Linked DNA regions of Mus musculus: all the other regions are linked to region 3. A link is a contact called in public HiChIP or PLAC-seq data. All regions are on one chromosome and are shown on one strand. The core of a region is the stretch at or near the end of the contact, and the rest is flanking DNA. Distances in the headings are between cores, read along the strand shown. Region 1 overlaps Gm35941 (a long non-coding RNA gene). Region 2 has its middle 3.5 kb from the start of Gm39359. Region 3 overlaps Smad3 (SMAD family member 3).

Region 1 (3,024 bases), core at 520-3,019, 68 kb before region 3:
GCAGCCCTTGGATAAGCATATAAAAGCCCTCTTTTATAAAGTGCCATTTAATTTTGATTTTTAAAAAGTGAGTCTTTTTTTTCCTTTCTTTTATTCTTCCTCCTCCTCCTCCTCTTTCTTCTTCTTCTTCTTCTTCTTCTTCTTCTTCTTCTTCTTCTTCTTCTTCTTCTTCTTCTTCTTTCTTCTTCTTCTCCTTCTTCTTCTTTCTTCTTCTTTTTTGAGTCAGAGTCTTACTAAGAAGCTCTGGTTGTCCTAGAATTCATTATGTAGACCAGGCTGACCTTGAACCCATAGAGATCCAGTCTACCTGCCTCTGCTTCCCAAGTGCTGGGATTAAAGGCATACTCTACTATGCTTGCCCCCTCCCAAAGGGGGGTCTTTTTCTTATTAATTTATAGAAATCTATTGTATAGTCTGGGGAGCGTTCTTTTGTTTGTATGTTTATTTGAGACAGGCTCTCTCTGTGTATAGCTCTGGCTGTCCTGAAACTTGATATATAGACCAGGGTTGCTTTGAATGTATAGAGATCTCTGCCTCCCAAGTACTGGGATTAAAGACGTGTGCCACCATGCTAGCACTGGATGAGATTTTTAAACACAAACATTGCAAATTTCATTTCAATATATATTTTTTGCCATGAATAGTTCTTAGTGCTAATGAAGACCACTTTACTGACATTATTTTACAGTTTGTGCTCTTTTGTGCCTGCCTTAGGAAAACGTGGCCCTCCCCAACGTTATAGATATTCTCCTGTGATTTCTTCTAGAAGCTTTGTTGTTTCCCACAGCCAACGTCATACTCACTGTGCCGTCCAACATGTGCAATCGTTCTGCATCTATGTAGACTTCACCCAACGCCCATACCCCTCAGCTTGCCTTTGCATGTCATGGTCCACTCATGTGACCTTTGCATGACATGGTCAGATCATGTGACCTTTGCATGTCATGGTCCACTCATGTGACCTTTGCATGTCATGGTCAGATCATGTGACCTTTGCATGACATGGTCAGATCATGTGACCTTTGCATGTCATGGTCAGATCATGTGACCTTTGCATGACATGGTCAAATCATGTGACCTATTGTCTATTAGTTGCTCACCTTGGCTCCCACATTCACTTTCACATTCAAAGTTGCTCCATGTACACGCACCACTGCAACTGACGCTATGCATTGACATCTGGGTTGTTCCCAGTGTCCCTTAAAGTCACAGCTTCTCAGAACATTGGCACAAACTCCTCCTTGTAAGAACATAGTTGGGGTGTGTACCCCACAGATGGAGGCTGGCTTGGGTGCACCTCTAAGCAGAGCTTAGAGGAGGCACCTTGTGGGTTGCTGAGGAGTAGGATTAGAGAAGGAGGTGGGTGGGTGGCCAACTGTGGTGTGGGTAGGCCCTGGATCTAGGCCCACACCTGCTTCTAGCCAGAGCAGACTCAGTTTTGAGCTTTAAGGCTATGTTTTAGCCCTCACTTTCAGGCACATGGAGTCAGCCATGCCTGTGGAGCCCTGATGTTGGGAGTCATCCATGATTGCTCTTGCACCTCATTCAGGGACTCTCAATCAAACTCAGAGCTCACCCATATGCGTAGACTCTGTTGCTAGTTTGCTCTGGGACTCCTCTCTGCCTTCCGAGGCTGGAATGACAGGCTGGCCACCACCCTACCTGGCATTTATGGGGACTTGGACACAGGCCTTTGACTCTAGCACTGTGCCTGCTCTGCTGCTCTGTGCCTTAAGAACTCTGCCTTCCTGCAGATGGTGATTAATAACTAACTTGTGCCTTGCCCTCTGCGGTGGCCCCTCCCAGGAGGCTGAGGCTGCTTTCTTATCTAAATAAACTCTGCACAAACATGGCCGCATTCGTTCCTCATGTGTGAGTTATGTGCAAGGGCATTACCCAGGGACGGGGAAACCTGCTCATACTGTAACCCTGGCCTAACCTGGGCAAGACCAGCAAGCCACCGAGTCTTATTTATTCTCTATTTATTTTGTAGTATTGGGATGAAACCCAGGGCCTCATATATGCTACATGCTAGCACAGAGAAATGGAGTTTTAGACCCTGAGCAGCAAAACTCAAAGCCTCTTTTCCTTTGCACCTAGTTATGGAGCCCTCTGGTGAAAAGGCAGAAGCCCCTTGCCCTGAGCCTAGGGAAGGCTGAGGGCTAGAAAGAAAAAGACCTTCTTCCCATGATCCTCTTCTGGAGAGACAAAGACACACCCATGAGGTAGATGGGTTCTTCTAGCACACATGGTTCTTCTGGCTTGAACTAAGTGCCTTCAACTTCGAAGCCTGATCTTGCACAGGGAGGTTTGTGGACCAGGGGAGGGCATTGCAGAGCCACTGTGTAAATAAGGATATGGACAGATATTGTTACACTCCTGGAGGTGACTGGGTGTGTGGGAGATGGATGGGAAAGATGGGTGCTGTGAAGGAGGGTGTCAGGGTTGGAGAGATGGCTCAGTGGTTAAGAGTACCTACTGCTCTTTCAGGGGCCCTGAATTTGGTTCTTGGCACCAGATGAGGTGGCTCACAACCTCCTATAAGTCCATCTCCAGAGGATCCAATGCCCTCTTCTGTGTTCTCTTATGGATTCCATAGGCATTGCCCTCATATGAGCAAGCCCACACACAAACACATAAATAAAAATAAACCTTAGGGGGAGAAAAGGCAGCGTCTGTCAGCCTCATGGGTGCCTTCCCTTCATTACCTCATGGTGGAAGGTGAGGAACCAACTCTGAAGACTTCTGTGATGTGCTCAGGGACATCCTAGGACCTTGCAGAAGCAGCAAAGCAAGCATTGTCCCCTAACACTCACATCAGTAGAGTCAAGATCCAATCAAATCTCCCCAGAGGGGGCTGGGGAGATGGCTCAGTGGCAAAGTACTCACCACACAAGCATGAGGACCCGAGTTCGGATTCCCAGCACCTGTCTACAAGTCCAGATGAAGCAGCACAGGCTTGTGATCCCAGTGCTGGGAAGGCAGGAACAAGATTAGCAAGCTAGGTGGGAAGTGATTGAAGGA
Region 2 (2,763 bases), core at 246-2,745, 86 kb before region 3:
AGACCTGGTAGGGGTGAGACTGTGAGTAGGTGTGGAGGTAGGGGAGGCCTAGAGTTTGGGGTCAGGCAAAAAAGCATTGGACCCTAGTGGGGTAGTGGTATTGCCACTACAAAGCCTTGGTTTTCTTGTTTGTAAGGAAGGAAGGACAAAGACCACTTCATCATACTGTCTGGGGTTCAAATGACACAGACTTGGGGAGGGGGCACAGGTTGAGATCACGTGTCTTCAGTCGTCACTGGCTGCCTTACTTTCACAACGTTGCCTTTCTCTGCATCTGAAGATCCCTGATTCAGCTGGCCAGCAAATGCTAGTGATCCCCTTGTCTCCACATCCCCAGCACTTGGATCACAGATGTAAGCCTCCATCCACATCCAGCTCGTTGGCATGGGTCCTGAAGCCATGCCTTCATGGTAAGCACTCTCCTGACTGGGCTATCTCCTCATCCCAAGACATGAATTGACATAAGTCCTCAGCATTAGGACTGACACACAGCAAGGATTCACATCGTGGTGGTGCTTGCAGCATCTGGGGGCAATCCTCAAAGCCATGGGCAGCTCGGTGAAAGGAGCTGACCAGGGCGGGTGAGGGAGAGGTGTCTGAGATGAACGCTGATATGGGTTGATTGGCAACCACTGTCTCTTCCGTGCCACTGGGGCCAGCTTCTGGGGCTGCAAGGACAAACAAAACAGAGTGGCTGCAGACATGGATCTGAGGACAGTCCCCCCGGGCAAACCCCAACACGTTTATTGCCTCCCCTGGGAGATCAAGCACACTCTGCACTCACCTATGGCTTGGTTTCCTTGTTTATAAAGCAAGAATGTCTCTTCTTCAGAGGTTCTTATCAAGATTCGTTGAAATGATGGACGAGCCTCAAGTAGTGCCTGGAGGAGTGGCCCACTAGTATAAGCCACCATCACCACTACCGCTCTTCTTGTGGTCACTACTGTCACATAGAAGAGAAGAAGGTACAGAGGGGATCTGGGAAGTCAGGGTATCAGCAGAGGGGCTCAGAGACACAGCTCCACTGTGCCATCCTCAACAGCCTAAGGAGTCTTCTAGACTTCTAGAAACTGTGACTTGGGCCAAACCAAAGGAGTTTCAGGATTGTCTATGATGAAGTGACATTGGAGAGAGAGAAAGAGAGAGAGAGAGAGAGAGAGAGAGAGAGAGAGAGAGAGAGAGAGAGAGAGAGAGAGAGAGAAAGAGAGAGAAAATAGGAGAGAATAGTTTAATAGTTTTTTTTGGACAGGTTTTGGTTGTCCTGAAACTCACTCTGTAGACCAGGCTGGCCTCAAACTCACAAGAGATCCACCTGTCTCTGCCTCCAGAATACTGGGATTAAAGTTGTGTACCACCACAGCCTGGCCTCATTCAATATATTTTAATATAGGCTTAAGCATGAAGGTTAAGAGAAAGAGGCACTCAGAGGAAAGACAGGGATGTCCAGGTCTCCAGGTCAGGGTATGAGCATCCAGAGACACAGCAGGAGAGAGTAAGACATTGCAATCAAGTGAGAGTCACAGTTAATTGTTAGCATTAGCTGTATATGTCATGTTAGTAGCTCTCCAAGGGTTGCTAAGAAACCCATTTCTCCTCCTCCTTTTCTTTCTCTTATGATAAATGAGATCAGAGGGTGGCTCTGGAGATGCCAGGGATGAAATCATGTCAGATAAGGTGAGACCAGGAGCCACTGGAGTTATACAAGGGCTTTCGTCCTTTCCCTGTTAAATGGCTTTTCTGTTGAGATTCCTAGAAAATGACAGGTTTATGGCTGGCAAGGGAGAAAAGCTGTAAACAATTGTCACTCAGAAGAAATTCTTGCTCCTTTGCTGGTGAGAGGCTTAACTGAACTCTAAGGGAAGGAGCTCTGTCTTTGTCACCCCCCAAACTTCCCCGTCTTTCTACCCTGCCTGACAGAGACACTGTTGTCCTTGAGGTGAGTTTTGAAGGTTATGTAGGCGTTTTCCAGGAAGATTCTGGACAGGGTAGGGGATGATCTGAGAAACAGCGTGAACATGCTGAAGAGAAATCTTCAGGAAACAGGAAATGGCCCAGGCAGAACGCCAGTCAGGGAGAGTGACCTGAACTCAGAGGCAGAGGGCAAGTAGGAAAAAGGGAGGGAGAGAGGGAAGGAGGGAGGGTGGGAGTGCCTGCCTTCCCAGATGCTGGCAAGTGATGTCCAGCACAGGTCAGGCGGCTGGAGCCAAGGGGCTCGGTCTAGCCTCCAGGCCTGACTCTTCTATCACCCTTCTGCTACTCTTGGCTTCTCTCCAGGAGGTATAAGGCTTAGCCACAGCAGCCGAGCTAAGCTTACAGCCACTGTTTCCCTCACAGTATCAGGGAAGCTCCGTCTTTTCTTCTAGGGTGAACAGGGCTCTCTGTATAAGAACCCTCAAGATAAATTCATCTTAGATATGAGCCAGGATGAAAAATCATTTCTGGTGTAGTAGTCCATATCTGTAATCTAAGCATCAAGAGGCTGAAGCAGCAGGATTTGAAGTTCTAACTCAAAGCCAGCCTGGTTGGGGATGGATAGAGCTAAGTTGTTAAGAGTGCTTGCTTAACTGGGTACTTGGGAGGCAGAGGCAGGCAGACTTCTGAGTTCAAGGCTAGCCTGGTCTACAGAGTGAGTTTCAGGACAGCCAGGGCTACGCAGAGAAACCCTGTCTCGAAACACACACACACACACACACACACACACACACACAAAGAGTGCTTTCTTAGTATGCAAGAAGCAAGCCCTGGGTTGGATCTCAACACTAC
Region 3 (2,700 bases), core at 159-2,658:
TCGTCTTAAAGTCACAAGCATCCTACTGCCTGGGTGCTGCCATCATGAGCCAGGCTTTATGTCACAGCCCTGTTGCCAGTGTTGCAGTACCTCCGGGGCTCCTGCCAGGTTAGCTCTGGCCTATCTCTAGTTCACTACTGTGTTCTCTGAGGCCAGCACTGATATGCAAGGCTCAGTGCAGGCATGTGCAATACCTGCTGATGTGCATGGCACAGCAGAGGTGTGTGCAGCACCCATCACTTGGAGCTTGGACTGGTGCTGGGTGGATGTATGTAGAGTTCCTGGAGAGGTCAAAGATGAGGGAGACACTGTGAGTCTTGGGGGATTGAGGTCAGGTCCAGGAGGACAGAGTGGAAGTAGTTCCGGGTTGGCCAGAGAGACAGAGCAATGGTGCTGATGTCATAGGGTACCCAGAAGAATGTCGTTACTTAGAGGCCACTGGGTGACGACAGTCAGGGCAAGTGTCCTTACCCACTGAGCCACCTTGTCAGTCCAATATTGAGCTTTTAGTTTTATTTTTATAGGTGTGATGGTACATGTGTCTCTTCTAAGCGCTTCGGAGGCAGAGATAGAGGCAGAGGCAGGTGGATGGATCTCTGTGAGTTTAAGGCTAGCTTGGTGTACACAGTGAGTTCTAGGCCGGCTAGGGCTGTGTAGTGAGACCCTATCTTGAAGAAAAATAAAGACAAAGAAATTGATCATGTCAATGTCACAGTCAGGAACTGGGCACTTTCCAGGGCCTGGAGCTCCCTAGGGTGTCAGAGGGGATCGGAGAAGGGATGAATTTCTTGTATCTCAAGCCCCTGCCTTGACATTGAGTCTCATAACATTCATAGGACACGGCCTTTAAACAAAAAAGTGTTTCTATTTTTGAATCCTGTTTGTTTCCTTTTTGGAAGCAAAAGATGTGACCTCTGTAACACACGGCCATTGTGACTGAAGGGTAGACCTGGTAGAGGTCCCTGCTTAGGATGGTGACTGCATTGGGCAGTCTCTTGGGGGATCTCCTGAAGAGCCAGCTAGCCCATCCTGGGGAATGAGAGGGCTGAGCTCTGTGGAGTGGAGTTGTCTGGCCTCTGGGTAGATGGTAGGATCCATCCTTCACGGACTCCTTGAGTCTCTGAAGAGCAGGTTTTAAAAGAGGGGTGGGTCTCTGCGGCGGCTGCTGAAGCTCTCCCTTTAGAAAGGAACGTCTCAGGATTGCAGGGGGACCCAGGGTCCCTGAATCCATGCCCTTCGTCAGTGCCCCACATCTTGGCATCTGTAGCTTGGTGGATGCCAGGCCCCTGCATCTTTGTGCACAGATACAGTGACCTATTTCCTGTGGCCTCTTCTCCACCCTGCCTGGGGGGCTGGGGTGGGAGGGTAGCTCTCCGGCTGCCTAGGACTCTGAGTCACAACCCCGGCGTGGAGCCCGGTGGGGATTTCCACGCGGCCTCAGTGCTGTCTTCTCCTGTTTCCTGTCAGCCTGTGATGCAGGCTGGCTGCCAGCAAGGGCCCTTGGCACTTCCGGCCCCAGTCACCAGCCTGCCTATCATCTCTGAGGACACTTTAGTCCCCTGCTCTCTTTTGTCCCTGCCTTGCCCTGGATGGGCAGCTCCTGGAAACTGTGAAGGGCTGTAGAGGGGCAGGAGGGAGAGTATGTGGGGAGGGAGAGCTGGAACAGGGGCAGCTCTGCTCAGTCAGGGGCAGCTATACTCAGGCTCTCTTATGCTGATGAGAGCATTCACGAAGGAGGCAGGACAGCAGGCCCTTGTCCATTCAGCTTCTAAGGTCACCAGAAAGACGTCTGATTTCCTTAGGTCTCCCTAAAACATCTATGACTAAACCAGAGGAAGTCTCCTTAAATATCTGCTGTTCTGGGATGAAAAATACTAAGCCCCAGAGAAGTAAGTGGATGGAGAGAGTAGCTCCTAGCTTCGATTTTAAGCCAGGATCTGTCAGGATAGTTTTGGGGAGGGAACAGGGCTTTGGGGGTTGGGTAGCTCTCTGTCCAGACCCTGCCCTGTGAAGAGGAAGCCATAAGACTGCCAGCTGTGACATTGGCATTCTACAAATCTTTTTTTTTTTTTTTCATTCCTGAATCAGGTGACAAATCCCATGAATTGGTTTTGAGGACCAAATCATGTGTTTCAGAGATCAGCCCCCACTCCTGGCATATTGTAAGGCCCATCACAGGGCAACTGTGTGACAGTGCTGCCGTCACCCCTCCCCCATTCCAGCAGTCCTGTCCTGGCACCACATCTGGTGCACAGCAGGTGCTTAGCCCCTGAATCCCAAAGTTGGGGTGATTAGGTTGGACTTACATTGAAGGTCCCTAAAGAATGGGGCTAAGTATGTTTCTGCGGTGACTCTTGGACTGCTAGAGTGGACAGACTCTTAGCAGGTCCCACCACTCGTGAGAACAGGTATGATAGGAATGTCCTCTGGTGTCCAGCAAGCCTGGGAAAGAGGAATGTGTGCTCCCCTGTCCCAGCTTTTAGGTGTACTGCAGGTACAGCTGAAGTGCTGGTTAGGCTCTCACCTTTTTTGTTTAAAGGCCGTGTCCTATGAATGAATGAAGCCAGGATCAGTGAGTGCCAGGGTGCCAGGTGCCTCAAGACTTGTTGATCTCTGCAGGGAAAACATTCACTTTATCCTGAGCCCAAGGAACAGAGGATTGATCGTCTCTGAAACAGACAAACAGATGGGCAGACAATC

What was found. HiChIP or PLAC-seq counts read pairs in DNA pulled down with a chosen protein or histone mark.
Region 1: an HNF4G HiChIP or PLAC-seq map of pancreatic cancer cells shows a contact between it and region 3. The contact joins two enhancer-like sites. A contact is called at or near these places in 1 of 15 datasets of contacts at CTCF or cohesin (CD8 T cells), 9 of 484 Hi-C or Micro-C datasets (B cells, double positive thymocytes, liver and 3 more), 7 of 115 datasets of contacts at active chromatin or transcription factors (the HPC-7 cell line, double positive thymocytes, effector CD8 T cells and 4 more) and 4 of 9 other capture datasets (adipose tissue, bone marrow-derived macrophages, liver and 1 more).
Region 2: an HNF4G HiChIP or PLAC-seq map of pancreatic cancer cells shows a contact between it and region 3. The contact joins two enhancer-like sites. A contact is called at or near these places in 1 of 15 datasets of contacts at CTCF or cohesin (CD8 T cells), 5 of 484 Hi-C or Micro-C datasets (the G1E-ER4 cell line, muscle stem cells and myocytes), 5 of 115 datasets of contacts at active chromatin or transcription factors (the HPC-7 cell line, effector CD8 T cells, embryonic stem cells and 2 more) and 3 of 9 other capture datasets (adipose tissue, bone marrow-derived macrophages and liver).

What each region holds. Positions count from the first base shown.
Region 1 is chr9:63,773,791-63,776,814 of GRCm38.p6, reverse strand. Gm35941 (a long non-coding RNA gene) reads left to right here. Exons shown (of 4, transcript XR_870851.2): 3 at 2,101-2,225. Among named protein-coding and RNA genes, the nearest start is that of Gm35941, 5.4 kb to the left of the region's middle. Within about 2 kb of position 1,769, at least 25 of the 459 cell types and tissues checked have an H3K27ac peak or open chromatin away from gene starts, as enhancers often do. A contact at or near this core is called in effector CD8 T cells, liver and pancreatic cancer cells, where this site is marked.
Region 2 is chr9:63,790,848-63,793,610 of GRCm38.p6, reverse strand. No RefSeq gene overlaps it. Among named protein-coding and RNA genes, the nearest start is that of Gm39359, 3.5 kb to the left of the region's middle. Within about 2 kb of position 1,495, at least 36 of the 459 cell types and tissues checked have an H3K27ac peak or open chromatin away from gene starts, as enhancers often do. A contact at or near this core is called in pancreatic cancer cells, where this site is marked.
Region 3 is chr9:63,705,284-63,707,983 of GRCm38.p6, reverse strand. All of the region lies in intron 1 of Smad3 (SMAD family member 3), which reads left to right. Among named protein-coding and RNA genes, the nearest start is that of Gm51710, 25 kb to the left of the region's middle. Within about 2 kb of position 1,408, at least 219 of the 459 cell types and tissues checked have an H3K27ac peak or open chromatin away from gene starts, as enhancers often do. A contact at or near this core is called in effector CD8 T cells, liver and pancreatic cancer cells, where this site is marked.